Linked DNA regions of Capsicum annuum: region 2 is linked to region 1. The links are chromatin contacts, called in public Hi-C maps. All regions are on one chromosome and are shown on one strand. The core of a region is the stretch at or near the end of the contact, and the rest is flanking DNA. Distances in the headings are between cores, read along the strand shown.

Evidence for each region. Hi-C and Micro-C count contacts between places; a contact is called where the count stands out from the background.
Region 2: a Hi-C map of leaf shows a contact between it and region 1, with 2.5 times the contacts expected there. The contact joins the enhancer-like site here to the promoter of LOC107842778 in region 1. A contact is called at or near these places in 3 of 5 Hi-C or Micro-C datasets (bud, leaf and placenta).

What each region holds. Positions count from the first base shown.
Region 1 is chr9:53,615,093-53,618,671 of UCD10Xv1.1, reverse strand. LOC107842778 (protein OCTOPUS) reads left to right here and starts at 1,432. Exons shown (of 2, transcript XM_016686802.2): 1 at 1,432-3,567. The coding sequence starts at 1,641. The coding sequence ends at 3,557.
Region 2 is chr9:53,694,903-53,698,457 of UCD10Xv1.1, reverse strand. No RefSeq gene overlaps it. Among protein-coding and RNA genes, the nearest start is that of LOC107842778, 79 kb to the right of the region's middle. Within about 2 kb of position 1,992, at least 4 of the 5 cell types and tissues checked have an H3K27ac peak or open chromatin away from gene starts, as enhancers often do. A contact at or near this core is called in bud and leaf, where this site is marked.

The DNA.
Region 1 (3,579 bases), core at 183-2,682:
TGTAGACAACTAAAATAAAATGAAAGTAGCACTCCTTCCGTTTCGTATTAATTAGACCCTATGGACTTAACACTCCCCTTAAAAAAATATTTATTAAAAATTTATTTAATCAAATTAGACTTATTAATTATGCTTTGAAAATATAAATTTGAATATATATACACTTTGTTTAGTCATTTAATGCTAAGGTAGTATTAAAAGAATATAATAAAATTCTCTTGATTTCATCAAAGAGATAATTAAATTGAAACAAATATTTTTAGAAAGAGGATCAATTAAAACGAGACGAAAGAGGTATATTTTACTAGTAAATATGAACAAAGCTAGGGAGGAATATGTACAAAATCTGATTACACATAAGTTTACAGTGAAGTTAAGTGCTGCAATATTAATAGACTTGTTTTGGCGATGAAGTGGTTTCAAGTGTGAAATCAAACAATACATTAATATTGCGGGTTTTTTAAGTCAAAATTATTTAATTTTCTCATACAACAAAACAAACAAGACATAACAGCATAATAAATGTCGTTTAATAGGTTATACTTATACCTATGGTATTTAAAGTCATTGACCCCCATTAACTATCGGCATTTAACTATATTAATCTGTTAGTGTATAAAGAGTAAATGTTATGTTTCCTCCAATTTATTTTACTTAATTAAAAGGATAATTTAATTAATTTATTTTTATCTATTCTCTAATTTTAATTTAATATTGTTTTCCTTTGATCACATTAGTCCCTCCACATTTATTAAGTAAACTTAAAGATGATTAATAATTAATATATCTTAATTTTTAAAATAATAATTAGTTTAATCAGTTAGCTTTTATAAATGAAATAATCAAAATGGAGTGGTGGGAGTATATGACATTAGTCATTTCTTTATCTAAATTTATGTGATATTTTCGCTTAAAAGAATTACTTTAATTTATTTTAAATAATATATTATTCTAAATTTAAGACTTAAACATTTAAAAGTTATATGAAAATTCAAGATGCAATTCTTCTTATTAACAGGATAAAAGAATATACATTTAAAATATTGAGTAAAATTAGCATAATTTGAATGTCCATAAACAAAAATCGTTACGAAAGTATTAATAGCTTCGTTCCTGAATTAGTGATATTTTAATTCTTTTATTTTGTTCTTAAATAACAATGTTTTAATTAATCAAAAGACATAATAATATTCTTTTAGTTTTATATTTTTTAAGTAAATAAAATTTTACATAACCAAAATAAGAAACTACTAAAAATTTATTTTAGAAAATATCCATTAAAAGTAAATTAGAAAATATCTCCGTATTTTATAGCAGTATTTGGAGAAAATATATACATATCCGTAGAAAAGAAAAAAGCATCGTAAAGAGAATTCTAGAGAGAGAGAGGAAAAAAAAAGTTGAGAGAGAAAATAGAGTATTTTTTTTGGTTCTTTTAATTTGTCTCTCCTTCCAACACGTTCTACTCTTCTTCTTCTTCTTCTTCACTCTGAACTTCTCTCTCTTTTCTCTCTCACTTGTTGCCCGTTGTGAACACAAAATTCTCCATTTTTTGTTCTTCATAACTCCAAAAGTCTCTACAATTTCTTACTATGCAATGTTATAATTAACATGAACAAAGTGCACATTGCTGCACACAAATGAATCCCACCACTATAGACCCAACTCAACCACCACCACAACCACAACTTACTCAACCACCACGCTCTTCTTTCAGTTGTGACCGTCACCCAGATGAACAATTCACGGGCTTTTGCCCTGAATGTCTGTGTGAACGACTCACCACCTTAGATAACAATGCCAACAATGATAATCCTTCTTCTTCTTCTCGTCGTCCTTCTACTTCTTCTGCTACTGCTGCCATTAAATCCCTTTTTTCCAAACCTTCTGCTAGTAATCTTCCTCCTAAACCCGCTAAGTCCACCTCGTTTTTTCCTGAACTTCGGAGGACTAAGTCCTTCTCCGCTTCAAAAAACGAGGCGTTGGGGTTTAATGCTGCTGCTTTTGAACCCCAAAGAAAGTCCTGTGATGTGCGAGGACGTAATACTCTTTGGTCTTTGTTTTCAATAGACGACGAGACGAAAACTTGTAAGCCCACTTGTTCACAAAATCGGAATGACATTGGTGGTAGACCAGTTAAGGAGGAGGAGGAGGAGGAAGAGGAAGAGGAGCCCGAAAAAGATGAAGATTCTGGAAATGTGGTTGATGAGATAGTTGAAGAGGAGTTACCGGTGGAGCCAGAGATTGTGGTTGAAGAAGAGGTGAATGTGGATGTATTGAAGCCGATAAAAGATTATATCGATCTCGATTCACAGGCGAAAAAGGCGAAAAAGGAAATTGGAGGGAGTTTTTGGTCAGCTGCATCGGTATTTAGCAAGAAATGGCACAACTGGAGGAAAAAACAGAAGCTGAAGAAGCGAAACAATAGCGAAAATGGCGAAAATTCAGGTACATTGCATATAGAAAAGCCAATTTCAAGGCGCTATAATAATAATAGGGATACACAATCTGAGATAGCAGACTATGGTTTTGGGAGAAGGTCATGTGATACTGATCCTCGATTTTCACTTGATGCTGGGAGGATGAGTTTTGATGATCCTCGGTATTCTTTTGACGAGCCTCGTGCGTCTTGGGATGGTTATTTGATTGGTAGGAGTTTCCCTAGAATGCCACCAATGGTTTCGGTTATAGAAGATGCCCCGGTTGTGCATATTCCGCGGTTTGATCATCAAATACCTGTTGAGGAACCGCGTCTTTCAATGACTTCTATCAATGAGGATGAAGGGGTACCTGGAGGGTCTATTCAGACTAAGGAGTATTATTCGGATTCGTCTTCGAGGCGAAGGAAGAGTCTTGATAGGTCTAATTCAATTAGGAAGACTGCAGCTGCTGTTGTAGCAGAAATGGATCAGATGAAGGCGGCAGCAGTATTGCCTGCTACGGGTGATCAATATCTTGGAGCCAAAGTGTTGGTTGGTGAAAGGGATTCAAATTCGAATTCCAATTCCTTAAGAGGAGATGACTGTTCTGAGACTTTTGAATTGACAGGTTTTAGAGATAATGGTAACGAGGAGCAGCGAAAGGAGTCGAAAAAATCGAGGAGGTGGGCTTGGAATTTATGGGGTTTTATACATAGGAGAGTTAGTGGGAACAAAGATGAAGAAGATGATAGGTATAGTAGATCAAATGGAGTAGAGAGGTCGTTTTCGGAATCTTGGCAAGATTTGAGGACAAATGGTGATGTTAGAGGTGGTATTAATAGGAAGGTCTTAAGGAGTAATAGCAGTGTGAGCTGGAGAAACTCGAACGGTATAGGTGGTGGGTCATTTGGGAGTGTGAGGAAATCTGGTGTTGAAATGAATGGACATGTAAAGAAGAAAAGAGATGATATTGTGTTGGAGAGAAATCGGAGCGCAAGGTATTCACCTAATCATCTTGATAATGGACTCTTGCGGTTCTACTTGGCACCCATGAGAGGCAGCCGGAGAGGTTTATCAGGAAAAAGTAGGCCAAATGGCTCACACTCCATTGCGAGGAGCTTACTTCGACTTTACTGAGATATCCGAGGTCCTTAGTTCT
Region 2 (3,555 bases), core at 743-3,242, 79 kb before region 1:
GCAATGGCTAATCCATATACGTAAGTATGCTATGTATCGATTTAAATAACACAGTTCAACAGGTCTAACAGAGTTATATACATAACTATGCTATGTATATTTTATTTCAATATAGATTCGCAATTGCTTATGTATTCCCATAGTTATGTATATGGGTTAAAATAAAATAACTCGGCAATTTGTATGGCATACAAATAGTGTTATGCATATGGGTTTAGAATAGAACAACCCAACAGTGTCTGGGTCAAACATATACATAACAAAGCTATGTATATGATTTTGAAATAAAACAAACCGATAGTGCCCATGTCAAACATATATATGGCGTGACGTAATAACTCTCAGCAATGTCAAATGACATATATACACATACATGTGTTATGTATCAGATTATAAATAACATAATGTCTTCATTGCTCAAACCAACCAACACAACGACGAGATCGTCTACGATGAAATGAGCTCACAGATCCAACAATCACGAGCTTCGACCAACCACGTCGTTGCCAAAACGTCATCTCCGATGAAAAAGCAACCAACAACAAATACAAGTATGACATCGTCTTATCCCACAATCTCCATTGAAAAGGAACTAAAGAAACACCACCGATAAAGAAAACTACAAGTATGATGTCGTCTTCTCCCACAAACGTCACCCCCAACCACCATTGAAAAAGAAGGAAAGAAAAATAAGAAAAAAGATGGCTCGCCGTCGATGATAATTATTGCGAGCATGGTAGTGTCGACTTTAGGGGCTGAATTTAAAAGGAAGAATGTTGATTGGGAAAGAAGCGGGCGAAGTGTTTTGGTTGAAAGTTTGGAATTAGGATTTTGTGGCGGAGAGGTTGACGTTCTTTGCAGCCTCTTTTAATTCAAAATTTGAAAACCGTTTGATTGAGGTTCCTTGATTTTAGACACTCTTTGAGGAGCATTTAAACGTACGAAAAGAATATGTGAGATACGTATATGAAATTCGGAGAGAGAAAATGTCAAAAAGGGTTTTTTGTACTTACATTTGGTAGTTGAAATTTTATGTAATAATAGAAATTTAGATTGTAGTTTTAGGTAATTCTTCCTAAAATACTACCAAGCATTTACCCCTTTATTTTCATACTCCGTACTATTTATACAAAATAGAATCTCGCTACTGATCTGCTAGTCACGCGAATAAAATCTTGGATCAAAATATTAGCCTAGACATAATCTTGCGAGACACACCAACAGAAAATATATCTTCTTCTTCTCCAATTCAAAGCCATCCTAGCTGCAATTGAGTTTTGTTTCTGCTCTCAGGATCTCACTAATGTATCATGTCACAATTTTAGTATAACACAATGAAAGTTGGAATTCAAATCGATATAGGCTGAATACATATACAGGCTCCTCAACTATTTGACTTTTTCTGTATAGGCACCTTAATTAAGTCATGTACCTATTGAACCATTTACTCCTTCACAAAATATGTCAATTGAGTCCAGTCACTGACGTAGCACTGACATGGTGTGGCAGGTGCAATACACTCTCCTTAGAAATCATAATTAATAAAAAAAATTAAACATAAAAAAAACAACCAATAAAAAAAATACATTAAAGAAATTATAAAAAAAAAAAAAAAAAGTAGCATTCATCTTCTTCTCCATTCAAAGAACCCACAATAATGGAGAATTTCATTCATACACACACAATACAGAGAAGCAAAAGGAAGACTCCATTTTTCTTCTTCCTAAATATATACACACAGTTACAATAAATACACGGACTCACAAAATTCCACACACACCAATCCTCCAACCAATTAAAAAACCACATTAAAGAAATTAAAAAAGAAAAAAATACTCATCGTCTTCTTCTCCATATCTTCTTCTCCATTAATGGTTTCTTTAAAAATCATTCATATATAAAAAACCTCAACCAATAAAAAACAAAAGCACATTAAAGAAATTAAAAAAAAAAATAGTCATCATCTTCTCCATATCTTCTTCTCCATTAATGGCTTCTCCACGGGGAGGGGGAGTTTCCTTCTAGCAGTAGTAGTATATGTAATGAAGAAGAATAATAAGATACAATTCTTTTTTCTTTCTTTTTGCGCTGAATCGACTAGGAAGAGGGGGGCGGGGTTGGGGTTGGAAGAGAAGGGCTGCTAGGGGTGGGGTGCTGCTAGGGGTGGGGTGTATTAATTTATTTATTTTTAATTTAGATTTAATTATATTAAAAAATTATTTTTATAATTATTTTAAATTAAAATGTCACGTGTCATTGTTTGATTTGTCACTTTGCCACATCATTGGCATGTGTATTACACACAGTTTATATTTTTTGCCACGTCAGCAGATTGGACTCAATTAACACGCTTTGTGAAAAAGTAAAGGATTTAATAGGTACATAGCTTAATTGAGGTGCCTATACGGAAAAAGTGATATAGTTGAAGGGCCTGTGTATGTATTCCGTCAATCGATATATGTCAATCCGATATTCCTACAAATCCTAGTTGATGCTAATTGCACTTTGACAAATTTAATCTAATAAATATCAACACAACTGCAAAAGGATGTTCATTCGAGCAACATTGAAATTAAATATGCACTTTTCCGTCAACTTTCACTGAAAAAAAATATTCAACGATATGAGAGTCAAGCGTATATTGAATTGAAGAAAAACAATCTTGTATTCACTGCATATCAATTGGCTATATTATTTACTCGCGCATCTATCTCCATAAGTAGTCGATCAATAAATCAAACCAACAAAAATATTATTGGTTTATTGTTATTGGGTTAATAGTTTTTTAATGTTCTTATAAATATTTTTATTGGGTTATTGGTTCTATTTCGATTTTTTTTTATTAGGTTATTGGGTAAACACATCATGTAGGATTTTGGCTGCAACTAAGATTTGATTTTTTTTATGTAGTTGCTATTATTTTTATTTTATGAGTATTTCTTATTGGTTAAATCGAAAATCAAACCGTTAAGGACTAAATATCGATAAATCAAAAATCGATAATAAATATCTTATTGATTTAGCATATTTAAAAATTGAATATCGATAATACATAAAATAAACCAAATTGATTGATCCATATCTCTATCCACAAGCATGTCAACCCTTGGTTATTCGAAAATTCATTAAATATATATACATATAAATATATGTGTGTGTACACAGAGGGTTATTTGAAAATTCATTAAACATATATACATATATATGTGTATAACTCTATAATAGAAGAGTGAATGGAGGAGCTTAGGGTCATGCTGCCTGCTTCAGCTGTTTTAATCGTAATTTTACTATATTTTTCCTAATTAATTATTATAAGTCATTTAAGTATTAAAAAAATATTTAATATAAAAAAGTAAAATAGACATTTCTGACATGTCAGCTTCAGTTTCTTTACCCCGTAATTTTACTATATCAACCCTAATTAATTATTATAAGTTATTTATGTAGTAAAAAATTAATAATATTTAATGAAAAAAGGTAAAATAGACATAAAATGATAAATTGACTCTTGATATTTTAAATTAACTTGACGTCTTATGTGAGGTTCAATTAATT